Regions from separate parts of the Mus musculus genome. Here region 1 is linked to region 2. A link is a contact called in public HiChIP or PLAC-seq data. All regions are on one chromosome and are shown on one strand. The core of a region is the stretch at or near the end of the contact, and the rest is flanking DNA. Distances in the headings are between cores, read along the strand shown.

The links. HiChIP or PLAC-seq counts read pairs in DNA pulled down with a chosen protein or histone mark.
Region 1: a contact with region 2 is called in an H3K4me3 HiChIP or PLAC-seq map of neural tube, with 10 times the contacts expected there. The contact joins the enhancer-like site here to the promoter of Khdrbs3 in region 2. A contact is called at or near these places in 4 of 39 promoter capture datasets (the 3T3-L1 cell line, frontonasal cranial neural crest, liver and 1 more) and 5 of 115 datasets of contacts at active chromatin or transcription factors (astrocytes, differentiating embryonic stem cells, embryonic forebrain and 2 more).

The regions. Positions count from the first base shown.
Region 1 is chr15:70,639,472-70,646,791 of GRCm38.p6, forward strand. No RefSeq gene overlaps it. Among named protein-coding and RNA genes, the nearest start is that of Gm19782, 720 kb to the left of the region's middle. Within about 2 kb of position 5,155, at least 9 of the 459 cell types and tissues checked have an H3K27ac peak or open chromatin away from gene starts, as enhancers often do. A contact at or near this core is called in neural tube, where this site is marked.
Region 2 is chr15:68,925,566-68,932,500 of GRCm38.p6, forward strand. Khdrbs3 (KH domain containing, RNA binding, signal transduction associated 3) reads left to right here and starts at 2,855. Exons shown (of 9, transcript NM_010158.2): 1 at 2,855-3,268. The coding sequence starts at 3,181.

The DNA.
Region 1 (7,320 bases), core at 3,905-6,404, 1.7 Mb after region 2:
CCTGGGCTGTTTTCCTGGTTTCTATGAAAAAGCAGGCTGAGCAAACTATGATGAGCAAGCCAGTAAGCAGTACCCCTTCATGCCCTCTGAATAAACTCTTACCTCCAAGTACCTACACTCATAGAGTGCCTATCCTGAGTTCCTTTGATGATGAACAGTGATGTTGAAGCATAATCCAAATAAAATATTTCCTCTCCAAGTTGCTGTGGTGATGGTATTTTATCACAGCATTAGTACCTCTAACAGAGACATCAAGTTTCTCTTAACTGTTGTCACTATAGCTCCAGGGTACCCAACAATGTCCTGTATTCCATGTAACAGCAAATGTGGCATATACCTGCACAGATATACACATAAAATAACCTATTTTTAAATACTAAACTTGAAGAAACATTTATCATATGTGATATACAAATATATATGTGTGTATATATATACATCATTATATATACATGAATTATATATGTGTGTATATAGCATATGACTATGATTCACAAAAGTATAAAGAATTTCTTTTTTTCTAAAGGAAAGTAAAATAATATATGAATGAGTACAGATTTATACTTAAGAAATGTGGAATATTTTAAAGGTTCTGTTTCCTGTAACTTTATTGGTAGGATTAGTTAAGTTCCCACAAAACACATCTCAATATTCCTTTGAGAAATTTTTAAATGTTCTTTTAAAATAAATCTTTAAAATTTTCTTTTATTTATTTTATGTGCATGGATGTTTTTCTTTCATTTAAATGTCTGTGCACTACATGGGTGCCTGATACTTTTAGAAGAAAGAAAGAAGAGGGCATCAGATCGACTGAAGCCAGACTCATAGACAATGGTTTGATGCAGGGGGGACATTGGCACTTGAACCCTGGGTCCTCTGAATGATCAGATCACCTAGTGTTTAAACTACACAGATAACTCTCTAGTTCCTAAAAGTGTTACCTTTAAAACAATCAAGCATAACAGAACTTAGTGAAATTATTTCTGGAAAAGGTTGTACATATTCTTGCTCTCCCAATAACTATTATTTAATATAAACATAAGACACAGTGAGCATGCTACCTGTACAAAGATTAATACTCAGAATACGAATGGCAAACAACACTCTGGTAGAAAGTCAGGCATGTTTTCTCAATAGATTACATGTTGTTTGAGAACAATCATAAATAAATGTTATTGACAACAATTATAGAAATAAGATTTCTAGAAAAAGAGTCATCGTGGATACATGGCAAAGTTTTAAATTGACCTCCACACATTTCTATAAGTTATTCTCCAAGTACACTGAAAATGGCAAAATAATGTGGAAAAATAATGAATGAAGCATTTATACGAAAATAGTGAATTTACGTCCATTGCTATAGGTATGCTAATGATATTTAGATAACACCTGTTAAACGCTAGATATAAACAAACCTTGACAGCTTTGAATACATTGTAAAATAATGGGTATAGTTAATAACAAAACACATGTAAGAAGACCTAAGATACTAAGTAAAGACAGGATGGAGATGCTAAGAATATTTATATGGCATGGGAGGAAATACCCTTGGTTCCATTGATATGGAGGCTAATCTGATGTACCATCAGAGGAAAGATCCATGGAAGGGAAGTTCTATTACCTGTTAGGCACATTTTTCAAAAACATATCCATCAGTGCAGAACATATGCACAAGACTCGTTATTACATAAGTTGCAGTATCCCCATATGCTGAGAATATAAATATCTAGTAAAATGAATGTATATTTTAGTGAATACATTCTTAAAGTTGTGTGTGTCTGTGGGAAGGTGCAAATTTAGCCATCTGAAAAAATAAACGACTGAATTTAACAAATGTAACTTATAGCAAGAGAAGGCAGATTGTAAAAATTGGCATATTGTGATACCATAGAAAAAAGCATTCATGAAAAGCAAGGCTGAAATCACAGTATTCATACTTGTGTGGTTAGGTGGCAGAGTGATAATGCTAAGTTACAATGTTCTCACCTTAAAAATAATTGAAGAGAGCTGTAGGGGCTAATTATAGGGAAAGCATTCCCAGTAGATATTGGTCAAAATCCCTCTCTTTACCAGTGTGGTCTTCACAAATGTGTGTGTCTGTAACCACTAAGCTCATCAAAGCACCTACAGTCACACGTACTTGACCTTAACTTACCTTTCTGAATCTTAGTCCCCAAATTTGTCTAGTTCTGAGCTTCCTTATCAATATAAACAACACATATAAAAAGTATACTAGTTAGCTGTCTTCAACTGTGACCACTAATATGACATTTGTAAGCACTTGAAGCTCAAATACTCAAAACTGTATAATTTCCTTTATGGTTCAACTCCCTCATATTGTTCTCCATCCTTTCCCCCAAACACCCAAGGTACCAATGCCAAAAGAATTCATCTTACACAAGACTTAAATTGATAATGAGACTGGAATGGAGTCATGTGAGGCAGAATTTTCTTAGAACAATGAACACTTTTGTGATGCTCTTCACAATGGAAGGTACTGACTGGCCACTTAGTATACCAGATGCCTATTCCTAATTTATACAAATCGGGAGATTTTTTTCTTTTACTTCAACTGAAGCACACTATTTTGTGTTTTAAAACAGTAAGTGAATGGTTCTACAAAGCAGAACCAGATAATATTATTAATTTGTTCCAAATATTTTGGAAGAAAATAAAATATAGAATGGTCTTAGTTAATGGTATGTGTCATGGAGCAAACAGAATATATCATCATGGTTTCTCTGAGAGAGTAAATATCAGAGATACAAAAAGAGAGGTGTTATGTGGACATAGAGCAGGGATGACAGCATGGATTCTAATTGCAATCACATACTAAAGTTCATCCTACAAAAAAACAACATCAACCAAACTCACAACTTTTGGCAAACCAACATTCTGTGCATCCTGGCAATGCATGTAAGACCTTCAGGAGGAGGGAGTTAGACACTGTCAGGGATCTCCTATAACACATTACATGTTTGATGAAATTATGTGCTAGGTTTTGTAGATACCATCATATGTCACATGGCTCAAGCTGGTTTTCTTATCGTTAAAGTTGAATTTACTTAGAACTACTGTTGAGCGAGCTATTCAAGTAGCTTAGGTCAGGGCATCCCAGTAACTCTCTCTCTATTTGTAACTCAAGCCAAGCTCCGCACTTAACAATTGAAGTTAGACATCCATTCTCATTTTCCACTCCTGCTGTCAACAAATCAATGAACTAGCACATTAATTTATCATTCATTGTTTATCTCAGGTTCTTTGTCATTGGAAGTGAATTTCCAGGATCTATCACAGATGAGGCTGTTATGTCAGCTGGGACAAGCACATTCTAAACAACTATGATGTAATAGAAACGGCATTGTTATGAAAAGTACTCATTTAAAATTTTAGCACCTGAATAGTATCCTGAGATGTGAAACAATGGAATACATCCTTTGCTTCTCTCCTAGAGTCAGTTCATATTATACAACTTTTCTTTTCTTCCAGTGGTACAGGTGACTATATTCTGGTTCTCCAATGACAATTCTGAATTATCCTACAATCTCAGTGTTCTTTGATGCTTATTTTTTTGCTCACAGTTTCGATGTAGAAGTACACATTATCCTGTAATACAGTTCTTCTGTAGCCAGAAAACAATGGCTTCACTATTAGTATTTTATGAGACTCATGGCTAGTTTAGCTAAACTACTTGCTGTAAAAATATAATCTAATAGTATAACTATAATAAAATAAGTTAGAAATAACATTGATTTTTTGAGTATATATGATTGTCTATGAGACAAATTGCTAAGCAAAGTTATAGCATTATGTATAGTATCTGAAATATGAATATTTCAAACATGAAAACTACATTTTCTAACACTTTGTTACAACCAAACACATTCAAATGTGGTGACATAATATTCTGCTAATTTCAAGTAAACTGATCCTACAGTTACACACACATAGAAACCTCTAAATTCCAAGGGTATACATGCCATATATATTCCTATGCAATGAGTCAATCTATTATAATACACACATGCCTCTTAATCATCCAAAACAGATAAACATTTTACTATTTTATTTGAATCCTCTGTTTTTACTACTGTGATGAATCCTTGATAACCTTTTTTAGTATCTTCTTTCCAAGTTTATATTTTCTTAGAAGTTGTGTGGTTTCAAAGACAAATTTTACACATAGTAGTCATTTTAGGATCATGGCTATTTCACTAAAGCAAAATAGATTAGAGCTATTCATTAAAGCACGCCTTTTTTGCTCTTCAACACCACATATTGAGGTTTTCTTTTATTGTAAACCCTTAGTTGAATTACATACTTATTTCTAACTGATGGAGTTTCATGACTAGTTCTCCTACTTCTAAATAAACACATAGCTCTACAGTTCACAGAGAACAGGAGTCAGACATGAGAAGAGCACACCGTACTGAGATAATGTCTTGACTGTCTATCAGCCATTATTTATTATTCTAAACCAGCCTTATTTTTACTAAGGTTCTGTGACATAATGTTACAAACTCATTTTACAAATGAAGAAACAATCACATCAAGGTATTTCTAGCATGTCAAGTATTTTTGTGGAATTTGTACATATATAACCTTCTTGTCAGAATTTTCAGCTATGCTTTCCCCATTACCATAGCTCTGTATTCGATTATAGGTAAAGCCTATTTAGACTCTAGAACTGTGGGTTGCATTTCTTTATAGAATTGTTTCCTATCAGAGCTTTAAAAATAGATATTGTAAACCATGTAAAGATTTGTGACTTCGACTTTGTGTATGCCTGCCACAAAAGTAATCATTTTCATAAAATGAAATTATTGAGCAGCTTTAAAATTATTGATATCATAGTATCTACCATAAAAGTAGATGGCATGGAGAAAAAGAAGAAGAAAAAAAAACAAGGAAAAAAATTACAGATACAAACTAGAGTCAGACAAGAGGGAAGAAAGAGCAGAAGAAGCAAGCATGGCTTGTCTGTGGTTTCTGTGTCAGATTTAAATTCCTCCCCATCTGTGTCATCAGAGGAGAAAACTGATGTGCTTCTCTTGTCAGAATAAATTACCTTGGTTATTGATGGTGATGGATCCCAGGACTCACTCCTTGTAATACAAAGGATTTTATGGTCTCCAGCCAGTGCTTCAGTTCTAGAGGAGCACACAGACCAGGAAGGTTAATTACAATATTCTACTAATTGTGTTTCCTTGTCCTGTACCACATAGAAACAATAGAATGAATGTGCTCATAATTAAGGCTTGAAAACTCTCTGCTGAATTGTCAGTGAAAGACACAATGCAGAAGGGCTAGATGAAGAAAACCCATTATATTATCATCTTTACAAGAAAAATAAAAACACAAGGGAAAAGAAGCAAGAAGCCAAAAGAAACATCACTGACAAACAGCAGACTGTTTCTAGATTCCAGATCTCAGTTGTATCTTTTGTACCTTATAGAATACTGAGACTCAGATGCTTAAGCCACACTAATAATGACATTAGCACAATCATTTAGAGTGAACTCAAGTGTCTTTGTTCTCTTTAAGTCTATGCTTTGAGGCACAAATTACTTATCCTTTGTATATAATTATGATGTCATTCTACAGCAACAGTGCAACAGTGTATAGCTGCATTTAAACAAATATAGCTAGGAATAAGGGCCAGATTAGTTTTAAAGGAACACAAATTCATAAATAGATCATTTTTTAAAGAAGATGTTTTTAATTTTTTAACAAATCTAGTTTTATTCAGAGTCACTAAGCCTTACCGATTTCTTCCAATTAATGTGCAAAAACCTACTCCTGGCACTAAAGCCACCTGAGTACCAATTTCATCTTGTTCAAGATGTCTGTTATAAACAGAAGGAAAAATGAAACAGTCCACTTCAAGGATCCAATTATTTTTAGAGGCTTGTTGCATGAATGGAAGCCATTTTACCTTCATCCCTGTACTTATATAAATGGGCTTTGAGGCTTAAAGGAACAAACTTACAGATGTTCTCAAGTGAAGTGGCTAAATGTGATTTCAAAAATAAGAGTGAATATGTAATTAACTGGCTGTTGCTTATTTAGTCCTTTGCTCTATCTGGCTTTAAATTCACACACCTTGCTTTTTGAATCTGAATTCTGCATCTATAAATAGCCATAAACAGTATTTTTAAGGAATTTTAAGAAATGATTCTGACCATTTTTGTTCTTATTAATCAGCTTCATTCTCTGAACACATTCTGTGAATAGTGCCTCTGATCTAAGAAAAGCCAGCACTTCCAGGTGCTCAAAGTGGGACTGATAAAATTACATTTGCACAATATACTCATTTATGAATTTCTCCCCCTCCTTGCTATATGGATCTGGGCAGTGCTTACGCACAGGTTAGCTGCTTGAAACATTGGCAGAGAGGCAATGGCAGTTGTGGATCTTTGTGCCTCCTTTCCATTTTAAGACAGAACATCTATGGAAGGTTCAGGGGGAAATTGTTCTATATTGTAGTTCACAGAAAAAAAAATCACAGAAAGTTAAAAATTCAGGGTGAGACAATGGGCAGTACACTTTGAGAAGGAGACACTGAGAAACCTCTTTGCATTGCTTACCAGCTATGCCCAAAGTGAATCTCAAACATCTAAAATCTGTTTCTAAGTCACCAGATAGATATTTGTCTCATATTTCATGTATGGAATAGATTTATGAAGGTTCTAACTTTAGGTTATGACAGCCTGAGTGACACTCATGTCGTGTCTTCTGATGAAAGCCATTCCAGTAGTGAGCTCATTCATGGGGAGTTTGCAATTCCAGAGAAACATTCATAGAGCGCAAATTGGATAAATGTATAGTCTTATGGTTTATCCAGAACTAGCATCAGAATTCCAATGATGACCCCAAGGTACTAATTCCTAATGAGATCCTTGGTGGTTTCTTAGGTTTTCACCTGCTACAAGGTCATTGTCATTAAGTAGACTATGAGGAAGCCCAACCTTGTTCTCTTCTGTAATGATCTCAGAGCTGTCACTTTTGCATTTTTGACTTGCCCAAAATATCTAAGTATTGTGAACCAGATGCTGACAATTGAAAACTCCAGAAGCCCTGTGATGCCTATGGCCCTGTGTTATAAGATTTTCTATCTCTGATTACTGATAGTGAGGCAGCAGCTTCTAGAGCTGATGACAGAAGGAACTATACTCTTCACGCTTCAGAACTGAGATTTTTATTTACTATGTAATGTAATATAAATATATGTATATATACATATGCACATGTTAATATATATGTACACTTAGATATATATGTATATATATATGTGTGTGTGTGTGTGTGTGTGTGTGTGTG
Region 2 (6,935 bases), core at 1,605-4,104:
TGGAAGTCGGCGGAGATTATAAAATGACAACTATCCCTCTGGGGTTGCAGAGACTTGGCTGTGCTCCTTCTGGTAGCCTGGAATGATGGGTAACAGTGGCTTGGGAGATACTCCTTGCATCTCTGGGACTGAGAGTCAAGACAATGACTTGGAAAGGTAGTTATGTTCCCTTATGCCAGCTGAGGGACTCCATGGAGTGTGGACAGGAGATGTAAAGCCTTGTGTAAAGCCAACAGTGCCCTTGTGCCCTTGTCCAGAGGTGCCATTGGAGAAGACATCTTTTGCTTCTAAATCCAGAGCAGTCTCAGTCCACAGGAAGTGCTTGGCCAGAGCAGGGTATTCTAGAGAGATCTCTGGCCTAGAATCCCAAAGGCTTGAATTTATATCACTGCCGGCTGATGTCTGCAGGGGAGCTATTACTTTCTCCAAGACCCATCACCCATGGGATGGTAACTTCATGAAGAACAGCAGAGTAGCCAGCAAAACATGGAGGTGGTGCCCTGCCCTGGATCTTATGGTCCAGCCAGACTGGTGGGTGGGGACGATTTTCTGAGCCTCTTACAGGAACATCAGTCTTCTCCCCTAGAGGACCCAGCATGAGCACTCACAGGGCTGGGCACCTGCCCACTTGGAGAGTTCTGTGAGGAGGAGGGTCCAGAGCAGGCGCGTTAGCATCTCTGTTGTAGGCCTCATGGTACACAGTCCTCCTCCCCAGCTGCTGGCGGGACATCTCTGCCAAAAGCACCACTGGAGGAGGGACAGAGATCTAATCAGGCTCAGATCACTACCCGGGAAAGGGTTAGGTGTGGGAAGGGTTCAGACTAGGAGGGCCTGGAATCTCAGCTTGCCAGTGGTGGCACAGTTGGCAAAGTATAAAATTCCTCAGCCTTGGAGATTTCTTGATGAGTAAATGGTGATAAACTGAATCTTTCCTGCAGGTATCAAGAGGACGATGTATAAAGCTGCCAGAGCAGCTTGGCACTTAGTAAATGCTCATAATAAAGATAATTAGTAAATGCTTAATAAAGATAATTAGTAACTGCTTAATAAAGATACTCATCAGTGAAAGTTTAGACTACTACCGAGGCAGAAAATGGAAGACACGGGGCAGGGAGCGCTGTTTCACCAGGCACTCTGCCTGCCTCTTCTCCTCAGTAGTGTTTGTCAGAGGATCCCTGGAATTCAAGTCTAGGGAGACTAGAGCAAGAGGCATGTGCTTCTATTTAGATGTAAAGGGAGAAAAACCTTCCCTTAAGAACTCCCCAACTGCCTCACATCTGGCCCCCCAAGAACTATGTTATGTCAGGGACTGCTGACATAACATAGTTCTTGGGGGGCCAGATGTGAGGCTCAGACTTGGGCCACACTGCATGGCCAGACCGGCATGGGGCTCAGGGTCAGAAGCAGGATCTACCCTTATGAGCTTGCTCTGCTGGGGTTGTGCTCTGTCTTCAGCATCAAGGAGCACACAGATGGTGTTGCCTGCTGCCTTTCGAAGCTTCTGCCTCAGAAAGCAGCCATGCGAGGGAGACTGCCACAGAACAGTCTGGCTTTCATTTTGTGCCTGGTGATTGTGAAATAGTACATCCTTATGAGGTTCCTAAGAAATAATCTTTTCTCATCTCCATAGGATAGATGAAGAGACTGAGGCACAAATGACCTAAGTTTGCTAAAAGGTCAGAACTAGTTAACCACTGTATTTTACTGCCACTTGCCAGTTCTGACTAAAGAGAGACAAGGGGGAGGTTGTTGTCGGGGACGCTACAGTAGTACCTAACCTGCAACCAAGTCCACACAAGGCTGGAAAAGGGATCAGGTGCTTGGGGGATTCCTTCAGCACACTGTTCTGGCGCTCTCTCCACATCCGTCCCTGACAACAGGTGTTAGAGACCTCTCCCTCAGACAAAATTTGCTGTTCCCCAAGATAGCCCTAGGCTAGTGAAAGCGGAGTTGTAGTTCTGTGAAGGGCTTTAGAGTACAGGGAGAGGAAAAAAACGAAGCAATTAAGGTTTTTCTAGGGAAGTCTTGAGCACTGTCAAGGGACTCTGGTTATCGAGGTTGGGGTTATGATATCCTCTGAACAGGGACTCAGGAGTCCTTGGTCTAGTGTGAGACATTTATTCCACACACCTCAGAGGATCTAAAAGGAGCCTAGGAGAGCATTTGCTGGGGTCTGGTTGCCTGTCGGAGGGCGACAGAAGACATCACCACCATGCGTGGTGTGGTAGGTTCCCTACTGGAGACAGTTTAGAGAGACTCATTCATCCACGTCCAGACACCACCATATAAGGAGAAGGGCAACACGGAGCAAGTCTCGGAAGACAAAGACAGTCTGAAGGGCAGGCGCTTTTATGTAACCGACTTCTGCGCCAAGGGTCTCAGGAGGCTGGCGTTTTAAGTCCTGCCCGGCGGTATTTTCGTACAAATAGCAGCGGACAGCAAAGCGACCTAAGTTGGGCAAGTTCGTGGTGCTTTGGCAAACCAGGAGTCTGGTCGCACTGCCTGTTCCCAGAGCCTGGCAGTATGAACCTGGGCTCCAAAGGCTCTGCCCTTGTCCCTTCTGGCTAGGACGGGTGACCTTGGACGCGCCACTTGACCCATGAGCCTCAGTTTCCCAGACTGCACATACAAGGCAATGCTGGACAGCTTACAGACGCTCATCGGGGAGCCCTGGATGGAGACCCCTGATCTAGGGACCGGAAGCGCCCCTACAATGTCCCCGCTGCGGGCCCGCGCAGTCCCAGTGCCCCCACGAGGCGGCGCGCGCCGGGCGGTCAGCATAGCGCGCAGGCGCGGCGGGCGGGGCGGGGAGGGCGCGGGGCACTGCGCGGCGGCTCAGAGCGCGCGGGGTGGCGCGCGGGGCGGGTCGTGGCAGAGCAAGGCATCGTCGCAGCCGGCGAGCAAGACTGGCCAGCGCTCCTCGGCTTTCCAGCCCGCTCTCTTCGCTCATCCCGCCGCCTTGCAGCCCGCGGCCCGCAGCGCGGTGATCTGGGGCTCCACGGGGCCGGGCTGAGCGGCCGCCGCCCGCCCCGAGCCGCCGCCGCCGCCCGGCCGCCCGCCCGGCTTAGCCGCCGAGGCGCCTGGCGGGGTCCGCGCCGCCGGGGGCGGGCGGCTCGGGCTGCGGGGCGGCTGGCGCGCGCGCGCCGCGGGGCGGAGAAGCGGGCCCGGCGGCCGGCGAGCATGGAGGAGAAGTACCTGCCGGAGCTGATGGCGGAGAAGGACTCTCTGGACCCCTCCTTCACGCACGCCCTGCGCTTGGTGAACCGAGGTGAGCTCGGCGGCCGTTAACGGCACCCGCGTAGCCGGCTCCGGAGAGGAGGGAGGAGGCCCGACATCAGCAAGGGACTGGAGTCTCTTCCTTGGGGACCCTGGTGGACCCAGGGGAAACTTCTGGGAGGAGGACAGAGAGCGTGTAGGAGCCTGTGTCTGGACTGGTCCTGGATGAGTCCACCAGAGAGAAAGAGAGTGGGACGCCCTGGGACCTGGGGTGTTTGGGGTATCTAAGGAGCTGCAAGAAAGCGCATCAGGGATAAGGATGGGCTTGGGCGAATCTGCTGCGCAGGAGGTGAAGGGAACAGGTGCTTGGTTTGTTAGTGAAGTTTGGGGACCTTGGAAGAGGTTTAGGGTCAGATCCTCCAAGCACGATAGAGGGGAGGACTCCAGCGGCCCCGAGGGAGGAGCCCAGCTTCTCTCCCACGGTTTTTCTGTGTGTGCCTAGGCGGCCGCCGGCTGGGCAGTTTGCTGTTCCTGGGGGCGGGCACTCATGCCAGCCTGGCAGGCAGGCGGCCCTTGAAGGTCTCAGTTTGGTAGAGGAGGCCCGCCAGAGAGCCAGTTCTTGCTCGCTCTTTTCTCTTCTTGAGACAAGCTGGTCGGGTGACCCTCATTGGTGTCAGGCTTAGGGTTGAACACATTGCCAAACGATCCACCCGCCTGTGCCATTTTTCACACTCCTCCAACCAGCGCGGGTGGTAAAAGGAACCGGGAAGTGCCAAGGACAGGGACACTGGGGTTTATGGAGGCACGCCTACCCAGGACAGTATTCTTCAGGTTTACTTCTCCTCTGGCTTCCTGAATCATCTGTTGGGATGGAAGGTAAATGAAGCCTGCCTTTACCGGATCTATCTGCGACACCCGGGTCCAGCATGGTTCATGTTTCAGAGGAAGATGGTCTGGGAACCTCTGGTTCTTTTTTTTTTTTTTTTTCACCCCTCTCCTTTTCCATACTTCTTTTTAAGGGATATGACAGAAACATTATCTGGTCAGATCTGTAACCATTTTTATGAATCACTTTGTCTAGTGGATCCTATTGGGGGTATGCTGTTCACAGCGCTGGTCCTGACTCTTATTGTTGGGAGAGAAAGATGAGGCAGACATATTCTATTTGTGTGTAGACACCTATGTTTTAGAACCACGACCTCTGTTACTTGCCTATTGTAGACAGTTGTCAGGATTAGGCTGTTGTCCTCCTGTGGGGGTGGTGTGGAGAGAATTACTTTCTCCAAGAAGTGAAGCTTCTTTGAACAGAAATATGCTTGCCAGCCTCTCCCGTTAATGGTTAGTGGCATGCTTATTTTGATTTCTTTAATATACCGGAGCTTGTGAAAAAAGTCATGGGCGTTGTTCAGTCTTAAATTAGTGGAAAGGAATTTTAAGTTTTGCTGCCCGGTCCTTCTGAGCAGTCTTGTAGTTAGGTCCCTGCAGTTAGGTTTGTACTACCCACTCCCGATCTTTATGTCTAGCTTTGGCTTCTTGCTGGGCTCTCATCTCTGTAAGAAATTTCTTTGTACAACGTGTGAGATCAGCGGATTAGAAATGGTCAGAACCAAGTACGTTTTTTCCGGGTGAAGAGACCAAGTCAAACTTGGGTCGGACTCCCAAGTTTGAGACTGGTTTCAAAGGGTAAGGAGTTCTTTTAAAAGTCTGGGTTGTTTTCCTGTGTCGTGTTGTCGTACCGTGTGCTGTTCAGATGCTCACAGTTCCATCGGTTCCTGTGTCTGCTGGCGTTAGTAGTGGCTCCATTCCTTGAACCAGACACTGTGGGAGGTGGTTTTTGTTTTTTTGTTTTTTTGTTTTTTTTTGGCTTGTTTGGCTTTGAACTCGGTTGCCTTGCTTTTCATCCGGACTGTAATTCTTGTAAGAAGTACATTTCTTAACGGCGAAGGATGCTCTGCTGCCAGAGTGCTTCTGTTACTGTGAGCTTTTGCATCACTTGAGATGGAGCCTGATACCCAGAACACGGTGCTCTGTCATTTGAAATATTAATTATGGTCGGTTACGTAACTCCAACATTACAAGGGCTTTAAAAAAAAAACTATCAAACTATCAGGTCTGAAGTCAGCATTTGGGTGATTTTTGGTAAAGTTTTATTTGAAATCTGATAGCCACCCCTTTTCCTGGTTATATGACAGCATGTTATTTACTACAAAGAAAGTCTTTTTAGAGGTTATGCTGGAATCTCCCACAGGTGGGGATGGTCGATACTGAGATGATTTTTTACTATGGTGTGGCATGCGAGAGAGACTCCGCAGCTAATGTCCCCAGAGCTCACGGTCCTTAGGGTTTTGCACAGGATTTACAAAGTTTCCACGGCACTTGAAGACTTGCTGTCTAGTTCCATCCTCACAGTTCCAGCCCCGGATGCAAGACAATCAGTGCTTTCCCAGAGGTTGCTGGGACCCCTGCTGCATGTCAGCCTGTAGGTACTGAGAATTAATTTGAACCCACATCTTCTGTCTTGAAAGACATTCTTCTTTCTACATGTGACTTTCCCCCAAGAGATGAAATGAACTCTTCTGGTATGTCCATTTAAACTACCGTTGAAATCAGTACAGTGAATATGATTGTCCCTGGTTAGTTTAATGTAAGAGAGGGAATTACTATGTCCCTTAGAAGGATTGATGCTGCTGTAGGAGACAGGGGGCTCTTTCTGCATTTTGAAGAAGCAGACCTCCATTGTAGACTTCTGAAGGATTTAATTCCCAGGCCAAGGCACCTGTGAATTAAAGCCCTCCCATGACCAGTATTTTAGTTTAGTAATCAGCACCGTACAATAATGAGACAGATTATAAATGAGACGTAGTTATTTCAGAATGCGGTATTCATAAACATCGATCAGCGTCCTGGTTGAGTTATCACTGTTGCTACAGTCTTTAAGTAAGGACTGGTGCAGGCAGCCATCAGGTGAGACCTCTGCCAATGCAGGTACTCGGCTGCCTTTTGTCCAGGCCGGTGGCTCATGGTGGGCACGAGTTACCGAGTTGACTTTTAATTTTCAAAGATAACTGCTTCTCTCTGATTGCCCCAAATGTAAAATCTCACTTGCCAATAAAAGTAAGGCTAGTGCTTAATTGGCATTGAAGACAAAAGAAGTCAGGCGTGGTAAGAAAGGAAAGAAATGCAGCTTTGGTGTTCACTCACCGTTCCCCCCCACTCCCCCGGTTTGCTCCCCGGTCATGCCTACAGTGTGAAGTGCTCACGTCCTGCTGGGGAGGTTAGTTGGAGACTACAGGGGTGGTGCGTGCTACCTGGTACATTTGCCAGGGGGAGATAGTCGGAGTTATAAAGTCCCTCCCCAGAATGTCCTGTGTCGTGATTTAATGTCACACTTTGGTCATGGTTTGGATGGCTCCCCGTTCAAGTCTGTCCAAGGCAAAACCCTGTGTTTGTAATTATGTGATAATGTATAGATTGGTGGCTATTTCTGCCAAGTTATATTTAGTTGTTGTTGCTTACAGGAGGAAGCAGAGTGATGTGAGACTGTCTGTGCATTCACGCTGATAAGCCCTTTGTTGCTATTTCAAAATGATGGTTTTCGTGTGACCCATCGGACCTCGGCTTCTCAAATATTAGGGTCCTTTGCATTATTTAAGCTATGTGTGGGCCTAGGTATATGCAGAAAGAGGGCCATTAGCCCATATTTCCTTATAATGAACAGA